3 separate regions of the Zea mays genome follow, and regions 1 and 3 are each linked to region 2. A link is a contact called in public Hi-C data. All regions are on one chromosome and are shown on one strand. The core of a region is the stretch at or near the end of the contact, and the rest is flanking DNA. Distances in the headings are between cores, read along the strand shown.

The links. A called contact is a pair of places that touch in the nucleus more often than the background predicts.
Region 1: a contact with region 2 is called in a Hi-C map of tassel, with 2.6 times the contacts expected there. The contact joins the promoter of LOC100276732 here to the promoter of LOC100192001 in region 2. A contact is called at or near these places in 3 of 25 Hi-C or Micro-C datasets (ear, endosperm and tassel).
Region 3: a Hi-C map of tassel shows a contact between it and region 2, with 4 times the contacts expected there. The contact joins the promoter of LOC103640530 here to the promoter of LOC100192001 in region 2. A contact is called at or near these places in 4 of 25 Hi-C or Micro-C datasets (ear, endosperm, leaf and 1 more).

The regions. Positions count from the first base shown.
Region 1 is chr1:169,298,865-169,302,076 of Zm-B73-REFERENCE-NAM-5.0, forward strand. It overlaps LOC100276732, which reads left to right and starts at 1,353. Exons shown (of 1, transcript NM_001150449.2): 1 at 1,353-1,938. The coding sequence starts at 1,460. The coding sequence ends at 1,780. LOC103640517 (extra-large guanine nucleotide-binding protein 1) reads right to left here. Exons shown (of 8, transcript XM_008663356.3): 8 at 2,656-3,212. The coding sequence ends at 3,029.
Region 2 is chr1:169,894,636-169,898,159 of Zm-B73-REFERENCE-NAM-5.0, forward strand. LOC100192001 reads left to right here and starts at 1,473. Exons shown (of 8, transcript NM_001137425.1): 1 at 1,473-1,772; 2 at 2,470-2,782.
Region 3 is chr1:170,609,882-170,613,140 of Zm-B73-REFERENCE-NAM-5.0, forward strand. It overlaps LOC103640530, which reads left to right and starts at 1,970. Exons shown (of 1, transcript XM_008663465.4): 1 at 1,970-2,740. The coding sequence starts at 2,120. The coding sequence ends at 2,398. LOC103640528 reads left to right here. Exons shown (of 9, transcript XM_020546520.2): 9 at 337-980. The coding sequence ends at 527. It overlaps LOC103640531 (SPX and EXS domain-containing protein 1-like), which reads right to left. Exons shown (of 12, transcript NM_001347224.1): 12 at 3,040-3,259.

The DNA.
Region 1 (3,212 bases), core at 103-2,602, 600 kb before region 2:
GAAAAAGCGGGCCAAAACGAGCTAAACAGGTCGGTAAGCACGGTTTAGTGTAAAAAAGCGGGCTTGACGGGCTTATAGGTAAATGGACCGTGCAAGGCTAGCCCCGCCATGCTTAGTTCCTGTCCGAGTCCGGCCCACTTATTCATACCGGGCTGGTATGGGCCCGTACAAAAGCGAGCAGACCGGGCTAATACCGGGCCAAAAAACATGCTTCGTGTTTTTTATACATCTATAAGCGGGACTAGGTGGGAGTTCGGGTTATCCGAAATTTTTGGGTTGGGTAATTTGATTACTTAAAATTTCGGGTTTTGAGAATCGATACCCGAAATTACACCGGGTTTTACAATACTAAAAAATTCGGGTACCGGAATTTCGGATTTGGGTTCGGATATTCCTGAACCATCCGAACTGTTGTGTCAGTGTCAGCTTCATAAAAACACATACACCCTATTAAATTATGCACCCTATTAAATTAGTATAAAAATATATTTTGAATAATGATATACATGGATATAAAAAACACAAACAATCTACAATCACAAGTCATGCACACTTACACATAATTATATATACATAAATTAATAATTAAGAATGATATGAGTATATGACACATAAAAGTTCGGATAATTTGGTTATTTTGGGTACCTAGTTATGACACCCGAATTACCAGAAATAAATTTAGGTTTTGTAAGTTGCTACCCGAAATTTCCGAATGAAATTCGGGTTTGGATATTTTGGCTTCGAGTTACGGTTTTTTTTTTTTTGTCCAGTCACCGTGACCGGAACAAACGAGGCGGGGAAACGGCACGCCGTGCACATGCACAGTTGCACACACACACGGCGGCTACCGCTGGCGCTGGTGCTAAGAACTCGCCACGCCGCGCCAGGACACACGTTTCCGTTGCGATGGCGACGGCGGGCCGGAGCTGGAAGGGTTTTATCAGAAGCGAGCGAGGCTACACGTCTGCACTTTGGACGGGTCGCCGGCACGGGCCAGCCGGGAAGCACGCTGTGACACCGACACGGCGACACGTCGTCGCGATAAGAACGACGAGGGCGAGGGACGCGCCATGGCACGGCACGCCGCACGCAAGCACGCGCCTGAGTCCTCGCAGGGTCGCAGCTGACGAGCCGGGCCCAGCCGGTCCGACAGCGACCGGGCGAGCCCGAGCCGAGGCGAAACCGCGGGCACGGCGGGGAGCCGTGGGCGCGCCAACCGTTCCGCGGCCGGCCGTGCGGGGCCCGCGCCATCCACGTCTAGAACTAGAAGGCCTGGCTGGCCGCCTGATCCGTTCCCTTCGCCCCTTCGGCGCGCGGCGTCTATATAAGCACGGGGCCGAGGACCCCGAGTGACACACAGACACAGACACGGACACAGCAACCAACAAGTCGTCCAACGTCCAGGCTTTTCTGTTTTGTTTCTCTCTCACGCAAGTCGCAAAGCAAAGCGTCCCCCACCATGGCTTCCACGACGACGACGGCATCCAACAACCTGGCGGGCGTGTGGCTCGGCGAGCTCTCGTCGGCGCTGCATGGGACGTGGCAGGCGGTGGCCGTGGCCGCCACCCACGGGCTCGGCGAGGACGACGACCCGCGGCTGCCGTGCCAGCAGCAGCAGAGGCCGTGGCGAGGCGACGACAGGAGCAGCAGCAACAACAAGGCGTTGCGAGGAGCCGCGGCGGCCGGGACGGACAGGCGGGAGGGGGACGTCGCGAGGTGCGGCGGCGCCATGTCCGACACCACGCTCTACCTCCTCCTCGACCGGTTCGCGCCCAGCTGAGCGGGCCCCTTGCTCACCCGCCGCTGCCGCCGCCGCCGCCGCGATCGATCGGCGCGTGCTGTACTGTACAGGCGGAATAACTGCACGTCTGCACGCCATGGTTTCTGTAAATAAATGCTGTATATAAACTGCAATGGCATCTTGTGTTGCTTTCTGAATTCTGATTGCTCAGCTACCCATTCTTTTCGCTAATTCGCACCGTGAGCAAAGACAGTAAATTTCAGTATGGACTGGAACGAGGAGCAAATGAGCAATGCGCCACTGAATGCAATTCGAATCTTTACAGTTTAGGGAACCCAAAACGTAAAGAAACGTCGAAACCCACAGAAATCCGAATCCAAATCCGTGCTAAGTTTTGAGTCCATGCTAAATTTTTGAAATACAGTATAATCTGCTAGAGAGAGCCATCTGAACGCTTGGTCGCGTCAACGGACAACTATACCGGCATAGCCACGTACATTTTACTTACGGCGAAGCTCTAGCTGTTTTGTAGGGCTAGTTTAAACAAGGTCTTTCTTTAAAAAACACACACAACCATCTGCATTATCATAGCATGCAAGTGCAAGTTTTCATCTACCAATGATCAACGGTTATTACTCGTAAATCGGAAGACAGCTACAGAAAAAAAAATCTTAAAAAATCTCTAAGTGACAACCCTATTTTTTCGAGGGCTTTTCATTTTTTTCCTAAAGAAAATTAGTTTATTTTTCCTTAAAAAATAAGAATCCCTTAAAAATAAAGTTATCAAACTAGACCTACAATTTTTTCCGCAAGTTTGCAGACGCACAGGATTTACTTTTAGGCCCACGGTTGAAGATGACGCATCTCAATAATGGACATCTCCCAGCAAAAGTGCAAAACACCTCAAAGACAGATGACGCATCTCCCAGCAAAATATCTCAGCAATGGAGCAAAGCATCCTTCCCATGGTATGGTCTCTCTTGACACTGATGGCGAACCAGACAATATATACCAGAAGTAACCAGCATACAAGCCGATGGTCTGGCAGACTTAACTTCGCGCCAGCCTAATAATGCATCAAACGCAAGCAACCCACAATACAATTTACAAGAATCAGAATGGGCCGGGTCGTCTCCACCATTCTACTTTGCAAAAACAACTGAACAGCCACACAAGACGGACGATCTGCGACGGGACGGATGGGGGTACAGCTCTAAGAGAGCGTGCTGGGGAGGAAAGAAATGCACAGATATTTACACCTCTTCTTCTGCACACGACGAAGGAAGGTCAGGCAGTGAAGGAGCTCGGCTCCTCGCTGTAGACTGTCTCGCTGGCACCGAACACGGGCTTCTCCTCCTCCCACTTGACGACCTCCCGCCCGTAGCGGATCGCCGACCGGACGGACTCCTGGTCCAGAGCGTTCACGTACGACACGTAGAGCTTCCGCCCCGTCATCGACTCGAACAGCCTC
Region 2 (3,524 bases), core at 223-2,722:
CTACATCTATGACAGGAAACACATCTACTACATCTCTCTCCAAGCTCACTTACTACCATTGCACAATGCGTAGTAGTAGATAAGTATCACCGATATTCTTGAATTATATTTTTGGATGGAGGTAATATTATTTAAAGAAGAGCTTTGCATGCTATTTCTTTTGTTTGAATAATGCATTATACTTAAATTATCTTTTTTGCATGTGTGAAATTTTTTCTTCGTAATATTTTTTTTCCATGGATCAGACTCGTGAGTCATTTTCCTAAACCAACGCCAAGCATGAATCCATGTTTCCTACTTCAAACCCCGAACAAACTCCATGAGCAGGAGGCATTCGCGTTGTTGTCGCTCATCGATAACGAGAAGAAGCTTGGCGACTGTTAGTTCGACCTCTAAAAGCAGTCTTACGTGGTCGCATGCGCCGCTGTGTACGACAAGCTCCCGCGAAGCCGCCGCTTGGACGCGGTCCAGAGCAGCTACACCGCGTTGTCCATCGTTAAGCAGGGGAGCCTCATGGTTGTCGCCAACGTCGACGACTCTCGGGTTGTTCTGGACACCGCATCCGACGACGACGCCGTCACACCGTCCAACTCATCGTCCACCTGAAGCCCAACCTGCCACGTAAGTCGCTACTGGCCGGACATGAATTCTTGTGCGCTGGGACGATGGACGTTGCTGACGTTGTGTGAGTGTCCTCGAACATGATGTATGTAGTGGAATAGCGCATTCGGTGGTGCAACGGCCAGAGGTACTACCTCGCTGATGAGCTCGGGGTGCACTTCGTTTGGCAGCCCAACCAAGAGTCATTGGTACTCGTCATGTCGCGTGCGTTTGACGACTACTATATCGAGGATTGTGGCGTCATCTTGGCGTCGGAGGTGACACAGAGGAGGATCGACAACAATGACCAGTTCGTCATCCTCGCCACCGTCAGGGTAGCTTTTGTGCCGGTCTGCCTTTAATTCTCTTCGCAAACACATACACACTTACCTTTTTGTTTAAGCAAGAGCATATGGTGGTGCGTGTCTGATGACTAACGATGTACGAGAGAATTTTTCCGTCATGTGTGGAACGTGCTCGTGCTCTCCAATGATGAGACTATACAAATCGTGGCATATATCGAAGTCTGCATGATACTGATGGTTGCAATGTAGTGGTGAAATAACTAGATTAAAATAACAAAATTTATGTATGGCTAGGATCACAAATTGATTATGAAACATTTTCTCATAACAATATAACACAGATTTTGTATATAAGTTATCGTAGTATACTGGTATTATATATTTCCGTTGCAACGCACGGGCATCCAGCTAGTATAATACTAAGGTGACATGAATTAAATTTTAGCACTAGAATAAGCGGATTGAGAGTATAGATTTGGCCTTGCGAAGCAGCGAAATTACCCTTCTGCCACGGATCCACACGCTACCCTCGGCACCGTAGCCGTCTGCCCCGCGCTCCCCGTTCCCCTTCCTCGCTCCCCACCAGTCCGTCCCATCCCTCGCCTGCCTTCGCACGGGTGCGCCGCCCGCTCGACAGCCACGCCGCGCCGCGCCGCGCCGCTCAGCTGCCCGGCACCCGCCCTTCCTCGCCGAGCTCGGGATCGACGTCTCCCGCACCTCCTCCGCGCCCGTTCCGGGCTCCGCATCCGGCCTCTCCCCCGTCCCCAACCCCATTCCGCAGCAGGCGACCAGCACAACATCTCGAATCCCCCGCCTCGCATTCGGCTCGCCGTCGCTCCTCCTCCGCGTCCCGCCACCCTCCGCACGGTATGATTGGTGCCGCCTCCCACCTCCTCTCCGTTTACCCTGTGGCTGTAGACGAGCTCCAGATCGGGAAAGGGGAAAAATTGCCTTGTTTTAATTTATCCACTTGTGAGACGCTTGCGTGCGATTTGAAATTAATTCAACGTTTAGTTTATTGTAGTGGACATTATGGATTGACGAATAGAATAGCAAATGCCTTGCTTCTTTGTTTGTAGCCAAAAACGTTCAAGGAGAGTGGAAAGGGAACATATCAGGTGCACACGAGACTTGTGCACTTGGTGATGCTAGCTGCTTGCTTGTTCTTGGTGGAATTTGTCCGTGGATGGGGCAAATGCATTGTGCCCCTTTGTCAGCCTTAAGGGCGGGCTGTTTCAGGGCCCGAACTCCTCGATAAGAACTAACTTTTCTAAATGTGATTGATGATTGATGAACACACATGTTAGCTTCAAGTAGGCCTTTTTGTGTATTGATCGATAAACACGTGTCATATCGAGGATGTCCTTTCTTGTCATTTTCGGTAAACACAGCAAAACATTCCTAATTATGTGGAGTAATTGCAATGTGTTAATCCTACATTTCGTTATGGAAACTGAAACTGTTTAACAAAATAATCACCATTAACCAAACTCTAATGGTCATGTGGTACATTCCGTGATCAATCAGCCATTCCTTACCCACAAAGGGTATTTCATGTATACAGGCCACTAGCTGGGTATCAAAACATTGGGTTGCCAAACAAGCTACCTTCTCAGATTCCGATCAATAGCTTCTCAGGTCCAACAAGTGAGCTTTTTGCACCAGTAGCTTTTGCAACCCTGTGACGGAAGTTTGTTTTGTCACCCAAAACCTATCACTTGTCACCTATTCAAAGTGCAGAGGGAAGGGAACGGTGCTGATAGTGCAAGTGCTGTCCGATAAAAATGGCGCTGTGGAGCATCTGAAATGCTGCTTCCCTTGGCTCATATGAATTTTAGCTTAGGCCTTAGGATAGAGCAAAGTAGCATAATCTCAAGGTAATATATTGTTCCTGCTGTTATACTTGATGTGCATTATTACTTTCTTTCTGGAAAATTAGTAAAAATGTATCCATATGTACCATCTTTTGGGAGTAGATGCCATATCCATGTAGTGGTGCTGATGTCGATGCACGTATTTGTATCAATGCTGCGTAGGTAGCAAGTCCAATCCTGTGACAAGAGACGTGTTTTCTGAATTTGAGAAAAAAAGGAAGATTTTTGCTCACTGATAATCTCATGTGCTGAACATTGAAAAAATATCATTAAGTTGAAGGACACAGCAAAAAGATGCCGTTCCCTTTCAGCCTTTGTGATGACAATGTAGTAAAGCATAAATGCTTAAAGAAATGGATGAGTTAACCATTTTCCATTGCACTTGATTTGTTGAGATTTTTATTTTTGCACTGTCAAATTCTTTTTGACTTGGTCTCTGCATTTAATATTTCAAGCTAAACAATCTGGTAACATGAGCCTGCATATTTTAATACATAATTGTTCTGCCTGCTGGTAAAGTCTTGTTATAGAGGAGTTGCCATAAAATCCATAGCACAGATACTTTTCTGTCTCTTTCCAGCAGAAAATCTGATGCCAGTTTCGGTTAGAAAGTAATGTTAATTGATAAATTCCCAACAATAAATGTGTCACTCCTAAAATTATTCTGAAAGGTGGTCTAAGTGAATGATTTTTTTTTCTCAAACCAGTTTTGGCTAAGTGTGTTCCTGAACATAATTTGCTTGGT
Region 3 (3,259 bases), core at 720-3,219, 720 kb after region 2:
TAACCTTAGGCAAAGTGTGGCACAGTTAGCCACGAACCAAACAGGCCTTTAATGAGAAAAGAGGGACAGACCTAGTGCCGAAGGCTCCCAAATTGGTGGGGTCTAGGGAAGGGATAAACCGAGGCAAGCTTTTGCTCTGCAAATGCGGAGAGGCTGATTCGAACCCGCGACCTCAGCTCTCGCCACTGCACCAGACCTGCCCTTTGTTTATCGAGAAAGAAAGCTATCAAAATACAATTCTTCATCAGTTGGCGCCCTAGTCATCCGAAGTCTGTTTAATCTTGTTGAATATCAATATCCTCCATTTAACTAACTAGTGTTATTTGTTGCGAGAAGGGGGTATCGTCAATAACACACTCCGGCCTCCAATACCTGAGAAGTGTGACCCGGACTGGCAAAAGCTGATGGAGCAATGTTGGTCGGCGAACCCTGACGCCCGCCCCTCATTCACCGAGGTCACCGACAGGCTCCGAGCCATGCCGCCGGTGATTCAGGCGAGAGGGGGACAGGCTCCGGCAACCAGATGATGAGGTGTTATAAACATCAGCCAGCAGATTATTTTTAGCTGCAATCAGCTTCTGCACTGACCCCGCGAGTCTCCTATGTGTGCATAGAGTATATATATACATGTACTGGTCACGGTGTGTATTCTATCCTGACGTAAATATGCTTCTTGTGTACATCCTTTTTTGCACCCCATGTTGAGGGCTTCTGGTGTAATTACATGTATCTGAGTGAAAAAAAAAGAGTAGCACAGGCGGGTTGCTGTGGCCACACGTCAACAATTTTTCTGTGTAGGTTGTGAGGGTCTGCCAGATAGATGTATGGTAGACCACTCAAGCTTTTTGGTGGGCCGTGGGTTGTAAAAATATGAGCTTGGAACCTGTAATTATGTGCAACAGATGCTGGAATGCTGGCTATGCTGATATAAACTTCGTTTGGTTTTTGTATCAAATGACAAGGCTAAACTTTTGGTTTGATCTGAGACACCTGACCTGGTACTTGATCTCACCGCATTTCCTGCAAAGGCGCTGGAGCCAGTGTCACCGACATGAACTGATGAACATGTACCTCGGTCACCGTGCTGCTCCATGCTTGGACGGTGGGTTCTTGCTGTGCCCTAGCCCGAGCTTACCGAGACAGCATGAAGGCACTGTAGCCAGTCCTAGTTTAAGATTCAGGCCACAGGCCACTGACGGTGGATGCCACTGCGTAGTGCTTAGTGCTTGACCAAACTCTTTTAGGTTTGTCTGCAAAGCCGGCAAAGCGTTGCAACTGAAAGCTGAATGCCTGAATCTTCTTTTCCCCCTTTCCCTGCATCGGTGCCTTGGCAAGGGAATTACCTAACAAGTAGTGCGTCCATGATTCCGTCGAGAATAATAAGTACTACCTCCATTATTCTCTCAAATATTTGTCGTCCGTCGTCCGCTAGTTTATTTTTAAATTAAACTGTGATAAATAAAAAAGAACGAAGTTTATTTTTGAGTTAAACTATGACAAATAAAAAAGAACGGAGCAAGTACCTTTGAGCCTAAAAAAACTTGTTTGGATGCGCTGCATCTATACGGTCGGTCATTCGCTCACACTGAATGTCCAAAACACACTGGATGTGTTTTCAGCATCCTACTACCATACCATTACCATCTCGGCCTTTCTTACTCGCTGCGCTTATGGGTGCCAGCGCGAATCTGAGAGCACCACGCGTGGCATCAGCATCAGCATCTGATTGGTAGGCAGTAGAAAGGTGAAGCAGCAGCAAGAGGACGACGCGATGTGCTCGAGGAGTCATCGTCGACCACCAGAGCGTCAAACTGTCGATGACTGACGGAACGAAAATGAACAAAGCAAACAGGCGGCGCCTGACAAGACGTGAACGAAGCCATGCTTGCACTCCCTTTCCGTTTTCTAAACGATGGTTTAACCGTTTAAGCATAAGTAATTGTGGTTAGAGTGGTTACTAAGCTGAGCTCCACACACACTCCATCGCCGTGTATATAAATAACTCTCGGCGTTGCATGCCACCTTCACCTCTCCCAGTCCCACTCGTTAGCGCTCTCTCACGTCGGCATATAGCCTACCTGTTGCTCTCACTCTCTCTCTCTCTCTCTGGAGCTAGCGCATGTCGTCCTCCATGGTGCCCAAGAACCCGCCGCCCCCGACCGGGTACGATGGCGAAGGCGGCGTCGAGGCGGCGCCGGTGACGAGCTGCCTGTACCTGCGGCCCGGGGCGGGGGCGCTGGACAGGGACGCCGTGCTGCGCCGCATCCGCCACCGGAGGCGCCACAGCCGCCTCCGCGACACGCTGCGCCCCATGGTGCTGCAGGCGCAGCCGGCGGAGCCGGACGGCGCCGAATGGCGCCTCCCGTGGCCGCTCGACGACGCCTTCTCGGCGCCGTAGCTTTTGTGAAATAGAATCACTAGTCGCTCGTCTCTTGTGCCCGCAGATTAAGCAAATGCCATGCCATGGATGATCGCCTCTTGTTGTGTACATCGTCAAGAACAGGTGCAGATTAAATAATCATCTGTAGTATGTGAGCTACTGTACTGCAAGGATGGAGCCATGCATATGGAAGGATTGTTTTGGGAGCGCCTTTGTATAATTGCTTGCATGCTTGGTGTTTTATGAATCATGCTCAAGTAATTAAACAAAGCATGTCTGTATTAAATGTTTACTTGTGTTCTGGGTTCATTTTTTTTTTATAAAAAAACAACAAAATGTCTTCGTTATGTGAGTGGATCACATGATATACCCATTAGACTAGGGCTCCTTGGATTCAACGGTTTGTTTTCTTCACTGCTATGATGCTACTTCATCAGGTCCCAGCCACCTGATAAGCTGGTGATGTGAAATGTCTTGCTCACGCAAGCAGTTTGTATGTCTGCTATACGGCACTCACCAAGGATATGCTAAACAATATGAAAGAGATATGTGCTGGGGGCCAAAAAAACTAATGATTTAATGCAGGTACACTTTGGTACACAATAAAGATAAAGGCAGGACAATAGTCGTAAGTGAAGACAACCTGAAAGAAGTTTCGTAAAATTTCAGCATTACTTTTATTCTTTCATGTCTCAACGAATACCTCCTGTTAGATTCAATCGTTCAAGAGGGCTATAACAGTATACATCCTCAAGAGGTATAACATCCGAAGCCGCCAACAAATTTCAACTTTTTTATATAGAAACCTATTGTGTATCCCTTTGACCTTTTGAGCTCTACAGACAAAATCTGAACCGTCGACGTAAGATTGGCCACAAT